Linked DNA regions of Zea mays: region 2 is linked to region 1. Evidence: chromatin contacts called from public Hi-C data. All regions are on one chromosome and are shown on one strand. The core of a region is the stretch at or near the end of the contact, and the rest is flanking DNA. Distances in the headings are between cores, read along the strand shown.

Region 1 (4,035 bases), core at 820-3,319:
ACTAACCTAAGCACTTCGCAAAGCACCTATGCTAATCACCGAGTGATTTTATTAAGCACTTGGGTGTATGAGCTCTTGGGAATGTCTACTATATGCCTTGGTATGTTGCTTGGGCTCTCACACCTTGTAATGGCCGGTTGGGGTGTATTTATAGCCCCAACACAAAACTAGTTGTTGGAGAAAAGTTGTGCTCTCTGCGGCACACCGGACAGTCCGGTGGTGCACCGGACAGTGCACTGTTCACTGTCTGATGCGCCTAGTCATTGGTCTGACACCGCAGGCGACCGTTGGCGCGCATGCTTTTTACACCGGACACTCCGAACTTCACACCGGACAGTCTGGTGGTCTTCTCTCCATAGTGCCACCTGGAACTAGCCGTTGGGATACTGTTCCTGGTGCACCGGACAGTCTTAATCCCACAAAGGCTTGTGCTCTGATTTAATCTCATCCATCGATTAGGATCCAACGGCTGAGCGCCATCTTCTCCACCCGACGGTAGACCGCGGCGGCACCCTCATGCCCTCGCCGACGCCATGGCCAAATTCCACATACACCGAGCACCAGGGCCCTAATTCCTTGATCCGAACTATTCTAAACGAAACCCACAACACTCTAAACCCAGAAACCACCCTTACAACACCCATTAACAGGCTCGGTCCCCTTACCACGATGCATGGCGGACCCACCGCAATTTACCAACTCCGGCGAGCGATTCCCAACCCTTCGGTTGCTCCTACTCAATTTGATCGGAACGAAATGCGGATAGAACAATTGCTAACCAAATAAGGTTTTCCTCACTTGGGTCGGTGGTGGCAGCGGCGTTGCCCACGTCGCACGACCATCAGCGGCGGAGGAGAGACCACGACAAGTAGTCTTAGATCCTCGCGACCTCCTTCCCACCTAGCGACAGCACGTCCCGGAGGACCTCCCTAACCACCATCCGAAGCCCCAGTACCGGTGCACCGGAGTTGTCTCCGCGGCGGCCCTCCGCCCTTCTCTCAACGCCACCGCACAGCTCACCCCCCGTTCGCCCACCATATGAGGATCAAGGGGCGTGCACCACACTGTACTTTATACCCCAACATCGCGACACATAAAACCAATGAGGATGGGGTCAGTTAAGATTCCTAATAGGATCCCTATTTTCCTGGTGAGGCTCGATGTGATTCGTTGAAGAAACAAATGGCAACCTGGCCCCACGCGACAGAGAAACATACGACGCACACGAGATGCATGGTGCGGCTGCGGGGTGGGCCCGGGTGTCAGTGACTCGGTGTGGGGGTTCACTTGGGCCGAGTTGAGGTGAGGAACTAGGCCGACGCTTAGGATTAGGGCTAGTTGGGTCCTTTTTTCCTATTTTGTTTTCTTTTAATTCTATTTTCAATTTAAAATTCGGCTTTGAATTTAAAACACCATAGTAAATGTACAAACAAACTCCAACATGATATGCAAGTTATAGTTATAAGAATTATTTTATTCATCTATTTACAAACATATTTCAAATGTGAAGTACACACAACCCTTTCTCTTTAGGAAAATGTTATTATTATAAATGTGTGGTAACATTAAGAGTACATCCAAGATTTTGATATTCATCGCTTGACTGCTATAAAGAAACATAACTTCTAGTATAGAACCCCTATTAGGAGATATTTTGCTTAACTCTTTTTTAGAGAGGGTTTAAACATATAATTCAACAAATAGGATAACTAATTTCATATGAGGATCTTTTTATTCAACCTTTTATTCGAAAACATTTTTGTTTAGAAAAAGTAATATATTTTTTTTAAAAATCTTTAGACAACTTTAATAAACTTTCGAGATAAGATTTTTGGGTGTCACAAGACCCTCGCTTCCTTTTTGTTTTTTATGGTTTCTTAGATAAAGCCCTATCGGGCTACCTCATAAAACGAGGCTTCTCCCTATTCTTTGACGTTTTAGGCGAAAGCCCAATTTGCTGCCCGCCTGCCCGCAGTGGACCAGATTGGGCCCAAAACTACGATCTGGACGGGGCCCAACTCGTCACTGAAACTTCATTCTTTTCGTTCATTTCATTCTCCCGTCGGATACGACAGCCCGCCAACTGCAGCCGTCGGATACTCCCACAGGAGCGTTCCGAAGCCCTAATGCTCGCCCTTCCCATAAGTACTCTCCTCTGACCACGCCGCCGCCATTTCCTTCCTCCTCCCACCTCGGCGGCCGGCCTCCTCTTCTCTTCACCCACACGCTGGTCATAGAGGTACGCTCTGCCGCGCCAAGCTCCGCCTCCATCCGCGCGGATCTGAGTTTGTGCTGTCTGGCTCTCTGCGCAGATGTCGGCTGCAGAGGCGAAGGCGGCGGCGGTCCCGGAGTCTGTGCTGCGGAAGCGCAAGCGGGAGGAGCAATGGGCAGCGGACAAGAAGGAGAAGGCGCTCGCGGACAGGAAGAAGGCGCTCGAGAGCCGCAAGATCATCTTCGCCCGCGCCAAGCAGTACGCCGAGGAGTACCACGCCCAGGTGAGCACGATTTGTGCGCCCCGTCTTCATCTCGCAGTTCCTTGCTGCTCTGCTTAGCTTCGACTGGTTTTGTAGGATGATGTCCGATCTGGTAAATTTATTTGTTTCATATAGGATTGCGGCTGTTTGAAATTACACTGCGCATAGCAGTCCCATTCAAAATGGGATTACTGCACTGTTTTAAACAGTTAATTAGCGATATCATACGTGGAAGAGAAAAAAATATAGTTTCTCGTGACTCGAGGACACTGTCCATGTGTATATTGTTTGAAAATTCTGCCTTGTGTATTAAGGCAGGATCTTAGAGATTATGTTGCGATAATATTTGCATTTTGTGCAGGAGAAGGAGCTTGTGCAGCTCAAGCGTGAGGCCCGGTTGAAGGGTGGGTTCTATGTGAGCCCAGAGGCCAAGCTTCTGTTTGTGGTTCGCATCCGTGGGTATGGTTCTCTCACATTGGTTGCTGATTCTATTGCTACGCTCAACTGTTGATTGTTGTCAAATGTGTCATGTAGTATCAATGCCATGCACCCCAAGACCCGCAAGATCTTGCAGCTCCTGCGATTGAGGCAGATCTTCAACGGTGTCTTCCTCAAGGTTAACAAGGCAACCATTAACATGCTGCGCAGGGTGGAGCCATATGTTGCGTACGGGTAAGTCTGTATAAATTTAGCAGCAATGAGTCCATTTTGTATCAATCCCCACTTACGAATGTGATGTTTCCCAACAGATGTTCCTATCGCTCCCTTAATTGTTTTGGCTAGTTTTCTGCTAGAATTGTTACGTATTATATAATGTATGTCGTGAATTCTTATTCTTACTAGAGTTTAAAAAGTAAAAGGAGTGCTATGAGTTCTCATTCAATCTTTTCACAGATTTATGTTGTCCATTTAAACGTGTTTGTAGAAAACTTATGGCTGTGTTAGTTATTCAGGTTGCTTCTGGGTCAAAGAAATGGAACAGATCATAATTCAATTTGTTTAGTCACTTTAGCTTATTTTCCAGATCCCTGTTTTTTTTAAAAAAAATTCGCAAGTAAGAAATTCGGGTCGATTATCGTTGTGATGTCCTGAAGTCTGGAAATGTATGTTTCGTCTCCAGATACCCCAACCTGAAGAGCGTTAGGGAGTTAATCTACAAGAGAGGTTACGGGAAGCTGAACAAGCAGAGGATTCCACTTAGCAACAACAGTGTCATAGAGGAGGTTTGTCACCTGCAACAACTACCGTGCTGATTCCGATAATCCGATTAGGTCCACATTTCAGTTCCAGCCTTAGATAAAAAAGAGTCTTTGTTTTACTTTCTGTGCGTGTTAGGGCCTCGGGAAGCACAATATCATCTGCATTGAGGACCTTGTCCACGAGATCATGACGGTCGGCCCGCACTTCAAGGAGGCCAACAACTTCCTCTGGCCGTTCAAGCTGAAGGCACCCCTCGGCGGCCTCAAGAAGAAGAGGAACCACTACGTGGAGGGCGGTGACGCCGGAAACCGTGAGAACTACATCAACGAGCTCATCAAGAGGATGAACTAGGCTCTCTCTT
Region 2 (4,035 bases), core at 677-3,176, 230 kb after region 1:
CAATAACTAACCTACTAAACTCAAATTTCATACAACTATTTCAAAAAAAATTAAATCGAAATGCACCAGGGGCTATTGCTCGGTTGTTGGCTAGATACTTATCATATTTGACTCTTTCCAATCGCTAATGCCTCGCACTGTCATTAATGTCCCATCACGACCTGACAGCTCTTTCCTAGTACGACAATAGGGTTTGGAGATTTTTTGCCATAAGATACTAAGATGGGCTACATCACTTCATTGGATCTCATAGGACACAATCACACAACAATTTATTGGGCTGGGTGGGTATGGAAAGTAGCAAGGAGATTAGAGATATTTTGGTCTAATTTAACAGAAATTTCTCCACTTATTTGATTTATTTCTTATTTCCTATGTATATATACTATATATATGTATATGTTGTTTTTTAAAAATAATGGGTATTCAATTGAATATCATTGAATTGAATGAGGCCCGCCCCTGGAACCTGTGTGTGCCACCACCACTAGAATGAGCTGGCCGGTATCAAGACAGTGTCATTGCAATCAGTCGTAGCTTGGAGCTCAGTGCTCACCTCGTGTCTTTCACGTAGCACATGCACGAACCGGTACACTTCTTTCGGCGGCGTGGTCGTGTCGTTCTGGGCCCCCAGGATCTCGATCGGCCATTTCACCTCTGTTTCGATTTCGAATGAACACATGCGGTGAGGCTAGTGAAGCAGCATGAAGAAGAGGAGGAGCACACTGCACTGCACTGCACCTTTCATGTCGTCGGCAGTGACGCTGTACGGGTGCGAAAGGCACACAGCTTTGACGTCGCTGGTCTTCCCCACCTCCACGCTCAGCTTCCCTGCCAAGTGCCATGCCAGCGAAGAGGAAGCAGCAGCAACAAGGTCGGCCGGATGTGAGAAACAGAACGCTCTATGCGGGTTGCCTGAACTGAATGGAGTGTTCGTTTCAGTTGGCGTGGATGTCACATACCTCCCCAGCAGTAGCCTCCCACCGCGACGGACTTCCCTTCCTTCTTCAAAGCGGCGAACAGTGGCTTAGCGTCTTCCGCAGCTTTCACCTGTAAAGATCGATAGGATCCCCAACCAACCAATCAATTTTGCTTGCAGTAGTTTCTTGCGATGCGATGCGACGCGACGCGAAGAAGAAGAAAAAAAAAAGATGATGGTGATATATATATATATTGATAGGGACAGAGTAACGAAAAGTGCATAGAACAGACCGGAGAGTGAGCCTCGAGCCATTCCGTGAAGTTTTTCTTGTCGTCTAAGTAGTCTCCCTTCAAGAAATCGGGCACGACGACGAAGTACCCTGCCTTTGCAACCTTGTCTGCTATCTGTCTGCGTTATTGAACACGCCAACCACATAGATTTCAGCTAAATCAAGGATGGAATATATATGCCCTGTCTTTTACAAGTCTCCTAAAACTGGGGTACGCCGGAGAAGGAGGAGGAGCAGGAATCGAACGGAGGCAGCTACGTACCTGAGCAATGGCGCCTCGTACCCTGCATGCCAGGAATAATCGATTAGAGGGAGAAAGAAAGGAGAGCTTGCTGTCCAAATTTTATTTTTTTTTTAAAAAAAAAGTATTCCCAAACGACTAGAGAGAACTGCGAGAGCGTGTGGTACGGACCGAAGACGTCGGAGGCGAGGACGACGGCGCGGCTCGAGCTCGCGGCGCCGCTGACGTAGGCCCTGAGGCCACCAGGGAGGTCGTGGACGACCTCGCCGGCCTCGGCCAGCTGGCGGCCGTGGATGGACCGGTCTGGCGGGTTGTCCAGGCACTGCGAGTGCGCCTCGGCGGTGGTGGCCGCCGCCGCCGCGAGCACGGCGGCGAGGCAGAGCAGAACCTGCGCGGAAGAAGGCATGGCGCTTGCCGCTTGGTGAGTTGGACGACCTGATGCAGTTGAACAAGAATAATGGTTGTGGGATGTGTTGTGGCTGCCGCATCCTGGCGTTGCGTGTGTGTGATATATAAATAACACGGGGGGAGGGGTAGGTTTGGTGGGGAGGACATGGCGCATCACGCATCACGCGGTTTAAATTTCGTTTCCGACGAATGCCCTCCTATAGCCATGTGCGCGCGCACAGCAATCAGCACATTGCAGGAGCAACAGCCAACCGGTGCGCGCACACTTTAGAGCCCCACCACTTTGTTTTGTTGGGAAAAAAAATTGAAAATTGATTAAGAAACGCACCCGATTAGTTAGCTTGATGTGCTTGCGGAATGCGGATGGCGGACTGGAGCAGATCGTCTACGACAATAGGAGAGAGACAGCAGATCGAGGAGAGGAAATAATGCCAATCATGCGGGACGTCATTACTGTTTGACCCACGAGGGGCACGTGTGCAGCGCAGCTACCTTCGAGACATTGATCCAAGCTACTAACACGGTGGCAGCACACAAAAACACACACGTTCAACGACCTTTCACATACTACAAGACACGTGTCCTACTCCCCCTACCTGCCGAGGAAGTACGGAGTACTACACAATTCATTAGAGCATCTCCAACAACGTGACTTATAAAAATGCCCTATAATTTGAAAATGAGTATATTTTATAGAATTTAGGGCACCAATAAAACACCCCGCTCCAACAGTAAACCCCTAAATCTAGATTATAGGGCAGGCCACTACGGTGTAGTATATTTGAGTCACTTGATAGAGTGCCCTATAGTTTTTTGACAAAATTTTATGAAATGGGGCACTGTTGGAGTAGTTTTTCCTGTGTAGAGCCCTATATTTCAATTTGAGGCACTAGTTTGAGACATTGTTGGAGATGCTCTTAGAGATTAAAACAAGAAACATCGTAAAACACTTATATACTACTCTCTCCGTTTCAATCTATAATTTATCTAATGGGGCGTTTAGATCCCTTCATTTTATAGGAATTGGAATTCACTCAATAAAGTAACTTATTTAGTTGGAATTCGATATTCCACCACTTTCCAAATTTCAGATATAAGCCTATCTCAAATTCATGTGGTAGAGGATGGGAAATGATTTTATGCATTAGTAGAATTTGTTTCTACTCTGTATCTTATATGACACTTTTCGTCTCACTCCTTTATAGTAAAAATATAGCACATAAATATCTCCGACATCTTGCTAATAATAGTATACAAATATATTTTGCATAAAACCGAATTAACTTAATTGATATATGCCTAATTTACTATTATTAGAATGGAATTCAATTCTAATGATTCAAACGGGACGTAACTTTTTTTACTAGCTAGACCGACTCATCTTATTCAAAAAAATTATAGTTACTGTTAATTTTTAATGTGATATTGTTTAGCATATAGTGTACTTTATAAAAATAGCTTTGGATTTTTTATTTTTTGAAAAAAAACTGAATATGACGAGCTGGTCAAATATGATCCAAAAAAAAATTAAACAAATTATAATTTAAAACAAAATAGGTATCAATTATAATCGACAGTATGGGCAACGACGACATCATAAACAACGGTCAAGATGGCTATGTAAAACCTGGGACGTGACTTCGCTTACAGACTAAGTCACAGACTCACAGCAATACTTTAATTAGTTATATGTCTGCTTTTCTCAACCGAACCATTCGCTAGTATTTTTATTTATTTACAAAAGCTATTAGACCGACACATTGTAACGGAAATGTTTAATATAGGAAGTGTCCTAAATTCAAAAGGGAGCGTCCTCGTCATGCATAGCTAGAGCTCTAGAGGTAGCACAGCAGTGAAGCAAAAGGGAGCTGGTTGTTCTGGTGTGTCGGTGGTGCAAGTTCCTTAATAATTATTATTCTCCCGGAGCCCAAAAGAAGAAGCCTTTATGCGGTGCCTTGCGCTAATCGTCTCATGCATGGCCGCCCGGATGGATCATATGCCAAGTCCAAAGAAACACCACGACCGCTAATATCTCGTGTCAGCTGTCCTTTTGTTTATAACGCGGCGACTGGTGCACCCCCCATGAACAACAAACAACAACCGCAAACACATATTCAATAAAGAAACGAGTTTGATGGAACACATGAACAGCAAATGCTCTGTGTTTTTTGGTGG

Evidence for each region. Hi-C and Micro-C count contacts between places; a contact is called where the count stands out from the background.
Region 2: a Hi-C map of tassel shows a contact between it and region 1, with 5 times the contacts expected there. The contact joins the promoter of LOC103653383 here to the promoter of LOC100282330 in region 1. A contact is called at or near these places in 3 of 25 Hi-C or Micro-C datasets (ear, leaf and tassel).

What each region holds. Positions count from the first base shown.
Region 1 is chr4:72,776,257-72,780,291 of Zm-B73-REFERENCE-NAM-5.0, forward strand. LOC100282330 (60S ribosomal protein L7-like) reads left to right here and starts at 2,070. Exons shown (of 6, transcript NM_001374450.1): 1 at 2,070-2,239; 2 at 2,313-2,495; 3 at 2,836-2,933; 4 at 3,009-3,146; 5 at 3,595-3,697; 6 at 3,782-4,035. The coding sequence starts at 2,313. The coding sequence ends at 3,841.
Region 2 is chr4:73,010,891-73,014,925 of Zm-B73-REFERENCE-NAM-5.0, forward strand. It overlaps LOC103653383 (endo-1,3(4)-beta-D-glucanase), which reads right to left and starts at 1,927. Exons shown (of 7, transcript NM_001316316.1): 1 at 1,624-1,927; 2 at 1,474-1,495; 3 at 1,213-1,330; 4 at 963-1,050; 5 at 742-831; 6 at 557-657. The coding sequence starts at 1,858.